Linked DNA regions of Mus musculus: region 1 is linked to region 2. The links are chromatin contacts, called in public Hi-C maps. All regions are on one chromosome and are shown on one strand. Each heading gives the region's core, a stretch centred on a gene start, on an enhancer-like site or on the middle of the called end of the contact. The rest is flanking DNA. Distances are from core to core; before and after follow the strand shown.

Region 1 (2,700 bases), core at 6-2,505, 450 kb before region 2:
TCTGTCTTAATTCAGTCATGCTTTTTACCTCAAAAAACAGTGTCTGATTTTTTACCTGTTTATACCACTGTAAACTTCTGTATGAATTCCCATTTCCCATTTGTCATTTAGTAATGACATTCTGCATAATTTTTGTTCATGAGGCTTCAGTTTTAAAGCTCCATATTCACTGTATGTTTGACACTTATTCTAGCTCTTTGCAAGTATATTAGAAACATAATCTCAGCAAGGAGAAGGCATTGATATAACCAGCATAGTTGAGTATATTGCTCAAACACAGGAATATACTCAGGTATATCACAAGACTGGAGACACTGGACCCAAAGAAATCTCAGTTTCATAATTTTTTACAGTGACTATTTGGAACTGACAACTTGAGGTGGGGAAATGGGTATTTCCTGATGAACTTATGCTCAGTGGATTTGCGCTCTAGGTTATATGTAGGCTTGCCAGTGGAATGTTGGTTAATCCCAGCAGGAGCCACTGTACTCCTTTAGGACTTAAGAGTCTAGACTAACAAGATACTAGGATGGTGGGATATTTTATTCCTGATGGTATTTAAATTACAAATACTTAATGGTAAGTAAAGAATAAACAGAGCATGTGTTGTGTTTAGACCGGATCTTATTTATCCTATTCCCTAGGCCACTAGTCTACTGGTGGAGTTGCCTCTCTCTATAAGCTATTGTGTTAAAGCAGTTGACCAACTTTGTAGTATATAATCTACCTCTGAAAGATCTCCAGTGTTTTTGTGTACTTAATAATGAGATTTCTATTTTGTCCTCTCCCTGTTCTTGGTTAGCACTAACTTTTAACTGAAGCAATAAAACCCTACCTACATAGGGTATAACTACATTATTATTATAATGTATCTAAGTTTTTATAGGTTTTATTTTATTTGTAGGAGCATTTTGCCTGTGCATCAGGTGCACACTGCCAGCAGAGGCCAGAAGGGGAGATTTCTGAGAATTGCAGTTATGGGTGGTTGTAAAGCCACCATGTGGGTACAGGGAACTGAACCTGTTGTTCTGCAAGAGCAGCAGGTGCTCCATTGCGCCTTGTAACTCCTTAGGTAACATGGTATCCCTTACAAATAAACGCCTAGAGTGAGGATGTGGCTCATTTCGGTAGTGTTTGTTGTGTCAGCATAAGGTCGATTGTGGATCCCAGCATCCACTTAAAAGTCTGGGCTTGGGGATCCCTGGGCACTGAACGGGTGAGCGCCACAAGTTTCTCTGTATAGCACTTGAAGTCCTGCCAACTTCCTTTGTAGGTCAGGCTGGCCTCCTACTCAAACAGATCTGCCTGCTTCTGCCTCCCAAGTGCTGGGATTAAAGGCTTTGTGCAGGTGCCACCACACATTTTTTTAAAATGTGTATGTATCATCTAATTCCTAAGATTTGACAAACAATAATAGTTAAGTCCACCAAAGAAAGGATAGCTAAACCATGGTGATTGTCACATGCAAGTCTTTCTCTTTCTTGGGAACAGGATCTTTCTTTGTAATTCAGATGAGCAGGTAACACTGTAGCCCAGACTACTTCTGAGTGTGCAGCAGTCAGTGCCTGGCTCTGTTGTGATAGGATAACAGGTATGTGCCATTATGGTGGCTGTCCAAATTTATATAAAGGCCCTTCATTGTTGTCCAGTATTCTAAAAACCAGTGAATTGTACAGTTTTAGAGTATAGTTTCATTATATTTAAAAAAAAAAACTTTTTAAAACTCAAATGTTACATTATGACAAACCATTTTACTATTTCTTGCTCAATTTGGTTGTTAGATTGAAAACAAAATCTGTTAGCCAACCACATGGCTTTGTAAATTATTGTGTTGAGTGGGGCAGTGGTGGCAAAACACATGTGGCAGGTAGAGGGAGAGGAAGGAGGAATTCTTGTTTTTGAAGCCAAACTTGGTCTATAGAGCGAACGACAACCAAGACTGCAGAGAAACCTTGTCTTGAAAAACTTAAAGAAAAAAATTATTTTGTTGATTTCTAAATTTTATTCAGAAGGTATATTTGTGGGTTTTTTTTTTTTTTCCTTCCAAGATAGGGTTTCTCTGTATAGCTCTGGCTGTCCTGAAACTCACTCTGTAGACCAGGCTGGCCTTGAACTCAGAAATCCGCCTGCCTCTGCCTCCCAAGTGCTGGGATTAAAGGCATACGCCACCACTGCCCGGCTGGTATATTTGTTTTTGATGTGATATTTTTAAGAAGTTAGCTAGAAGAGACAGGAAAAGCCAAGAGAGGGTAGAAATTCTGTGTTTGCTCATTGATAACAACCAGGTGCTATAGCTAATATTATGTATCTGTCTAAATGCTAAAACTTTTTCTAATTATTTTCCAATAAAATGATTTAACATTTTTGAAACAAGCTCTTTTGTTCTTTGTTGATGTCTAGGAGGAAATACTGAAAAAGATTCTTCATAGGTGATTTCAATGAGATACTAATGTTCAAGTTCACTAGTGAAGCATAATAATAATTAATAATAATAATTGTTCTTGAAACCTGGCTCTGTGTTAGTGAACTAGAGCAGTGGCAGAGACAAGCATGGACAGTCTAGAATATTGCTGTGTGTGTGGTGGGTGTGTGTACACACCACAGTGTGCTTGTGGAGGTCAGGATAACCATATGGAGTTAGTGCTACCTTTGCATGGGTCCTGGGGATTGAACTCCGGTGACAAGCACCTTTATCCACTT
Region 2 (3,133 bases), core at 347-2,846:
CGCGGCCACACGCACACGGTCCCTGTTTGTTTGGCGATAAAGTTTGCAGCCATGTGTGCCTTGTAAGCTGTTGGCACCCTTGCTTTCTGTCGCTTAGCGCATGGCCTGTCTCTGTGGGTCCTGCCGGGGTATGGAGGATGTAAACGCCTTGTCTTGATTTGCAGCGAGAGTTGGTCGATGGCATCTGTCAGATTGAGTGTCTGTATGGGAATTAATTTTGCAGACTGGGGGGAGAGGGAGGCGCCTTCATTTTATGTTTTTAAAAGTCCTTAGTGTTGGAGTTGAAGAGATGGCTAAGCAGTTAAGAATGGTTGTTTATCTTGCAGAAAACCCAGGTTTAATCCCCAGCACCCACATGGTGGCTTACAACTGTCTGTAAGAGAACTGTCTCTTCCAGTTCTAAGAGATCGGATACCCTCTTCCAGCCTCTCTTGACGTCAGGGGTGCACACATCAATACATACAGGCGAAACACCGGTGCACATAAAATAATAATTTTAGAAATCATTAATGTCCTTTATGGTTTACTTTCTCTACAAGGTCATGAGATCAGTCATGCCCAAATTCGCAGTCTTTATGACTTTTTCTGTAATCCTTTCATTACATTTCTATTTTATGTACTTGTGTATGTGTGTACATGATACTTACACATTTATCATGACCCATAGGTCCCACTAAGCCGAGGGTCTCCAGAGGAGGATTTGAATATGGGAAGATGATGTCTCCTTTCTGTTTGGACTGCCATCCTATGCCTTCCCCTCAGCATTCCTGAAGCTGGCCATTGTCACTTCCTCTGTCCTGTTTCTTTGGTCATCAGCACACAGCCCTGATTGGTTTAGTGGTTATTGTTGCAGAGTGTCTCACTGCAAGACAGCCTTGGTCCTCTGTAACCTGGCAGTGTAGGCCAGCCTCAGGGGGCTGGAGACTGCTGTGTTCCTCTGCAGCGGCTCACGCAGCTGGTCTGGGACTGGTCTGAGGCTGCGTGATTGACCCTGCTCTTGTCTGCGTGTAACTGGGTCTCTGTTACACGAGCCCCATATACACTGGGTCTCCAGTAGGGCCCTCCTCTCCGTGAAGCCCTTCGTCCCCCAGACCGTGGTTTGAAGTTTCTTTGCACGGTGGGCAAGAACGGGGAGCTGTGCAACCACTTGGGCCCTGGCTAGAAATGTGTGGATTTTCACTTAGACTATTTCCACTGGTCAAAGCAAGCCTTGACCCAGCCCAGTGCTGGGCTCCAAGTAGGGTAAGAGGGACTGAGCTCGTGACTTTTACAAGCCCCAGACCTGTATTGTATGCCCTTGCCTTCTCTCTTGCTAGTTGTATTTGCCACATATATTTTCTGCCGAGAGACTTAAAGCTTAAATGCTTGACATTTCTGTTTGTGTCCACCCTGTGCTGGTTTTCTGGGAATGGGGTGAGTAGAAGCCAGTGTTTTCTTTCCTTTATTTTTTCCTTCCAACATGGGCCGTCAAGGCACTCCCCGAATTTGTCAGACGTTTGTTCCTTTCCTGACTGCCCTGGGGCGTCTGCTCAGTGCTATACTTCCACCGAGGGGCAGGGGCTCTTCTGAGCAGTCTGTTCTATGCCTGTGTTATCTTACTGTATGTTTATCTTGGGTTTCCTCTGGCAGGGAAAGTACCTCAGTCTTGTTGTTCTTCTGTACTGTCTTCGGTGTCACTGGACTTTTATTTAAGAAAAAAAAGTTAGTTCTAGGAAAGATGCCGCCAGTGTGGTCGGCCTGCACGTAGCTGTCCCTCGGTGGGTGGCTGCTTGTGTAAATGGCTGATCCCCGGGACCAGGGTTATGAAGTCACTCGTGAATCAAGCTTAGCCGTTATAAACACCTGCATCCTCCATGTCCTAACGGAGCCTGTTGGATTTACTCATTTCCAGAGCGTTCTGTGTGCTTGGTTGTGCTCCCCGTGTCTTGACTCTCTGTGTTCTTGGACATTTCGTGGGGCTCTGCTTTATACTGTGTTTAAGTCTTTAATGTGTTTTGGCAGATTCGTGTATTCTGACCTGCTTCTGCGATCTCATTTCTGTCTCTATGATCTCATTTCATTTGTCTTACTTATTCTCCCTTCTCTTTCCTGAATTGCATTTTTAAATTCCGTTTATAACTTATGTAACCTGTCCCTGATCTTTGACTGTTTGCTCTTGCAGTTTGGAAATGAATTTCCCCCTCCCCATTTTATTCACTTAACATCCCGATCACAGACCCCCTTTCCTCTTCTCCCACTCCTACCCTTACAAATCCCTCCCCTTGCTGCTCCCTCCCCTTCTCCTTAGAAGGGGAGCCTGCCTTGGATTACCCCCACCACTGTGGAACATCTGTCCCAGCAGGACTAGGCACATCCTCTCCTACTGAGGTCCAATCAGGCCGTTCAGGTAGCGGGAAGGGGATCCAATGGCTGGGAGCCGAGACCGAGATAGCCCCTGCCCCACTTCTTAGGGGACCTACCTGAAGACCAAGCTGCACACCTGCTACAAATGTGTAGGGGGCCTAGGTACAGCTGCTGCATGATGCCTGGTTGGTGGCCCAGGCTTTGTGAGCCCCCATGGTCCCAAGTTATTGACTCTGTGCATCTTCTCATGGTGTTCTTGACCCGTTGACTTGTTCACGTCTCTCCCCCACTCTTCCTCCTGACTCTCCAGGCTCCTCCTGATGTTTGGCTGTGGGTCTCTGTATCTGCCTCCATCCACTGCTGGACACTTAGGCTAGGCTCCTGCCTGCAAGCATAGCAGAGTATCATTAATAGCGTCAGGGGTTGACTCTGCCATGGGATGGGTCTCAAGTTGGAGCAGTCATTGGTTGGCTGTGTCCTCAGTCTCTGCTCCATCTTTGTCCCTGCACTTCTGTAGGCAAGACAGATTCTGGGTTCGAGGTTTTGTGGGTGGGTTGATGCCCCCCCTCCTCTGGAAATTGGGCATGATTCTTGGGGGGGGGGCATTTTATTTATTTACATTTCAAATGTTATCCCTTTTCCCTATTCTGCACCCCTCCTGCTTCTAGGAGGGTGTACCCCCGCCCACCCACCCACTCCCGCCTCCCTGTCCTGGCATTCCCTACACTGGGGCATTGAGCCTTCATGGGATGAAGGGCCTCTTCTCCCATTGATGTCCCACAAGGCCATT

Evidence for each region. A called contact is a pair of places that touch in the nucleus more often than the background predicts.
Region 1: a contact with region 2 is called in a Hi-C map of regulatory T cells, with 2.4 times the contacts expected there. The contact joins two enhancer-like sites. A contact is called at or near these places in 7 of 39 promoter capture datasets (the 3T3-L1 cell line, the C10 cell line, HPC-7-derived erythroid cells and 4 more), 2 of 484 Hi-C or Micro-C datasets (Th1 cells and regulatory T cells), 2 of 115 datasets of contacts at active chromatin or transcription factors (embryonic midbrain and memory CD8 T cells) and 1 of 9 other capture datasets (liver).

The regions. Positions count from the first base shown.
Region 1 is chr16:90,274,241-90,276,940 of GRCm38.p6, reverse strand. The region is part of intron 1 of Scaf4 (SR-related CTD-associated factor 4); the gene reads left to right. Among named protein-coding and RNA genes, the nearest start is that of Scaf4, 8.9 kb to the left of the region's middle. Within about 2 kb of position 1,255, at least 8 of the 459 cell types and tissues checked have an H3K27ac peak or open chromatin away from gene starts, as enhancers often do. A contact at or near this core is called in regulatory T cells, where this site is marked.
Region 2 is chr16:89,824,569-89,827,701 of GRCm38.p6, reverse strand. All of the region lies in intron 15 of Tiam1 (T cell lymphoma invasion and metastasis 1), which reads left to right. Among named protein-coding and RNA genes, the nearest start is that of Gm52239, 32 kb to the right of the region's middle. Within about 2 kb of position 1,596, at least 34 of the 459 cell types and tissues checked have an H3K27ac peak or open chromatin away from gene starts, as enhancers often do. A contact at or near this core is called in regulatory T cells, where this site is marked.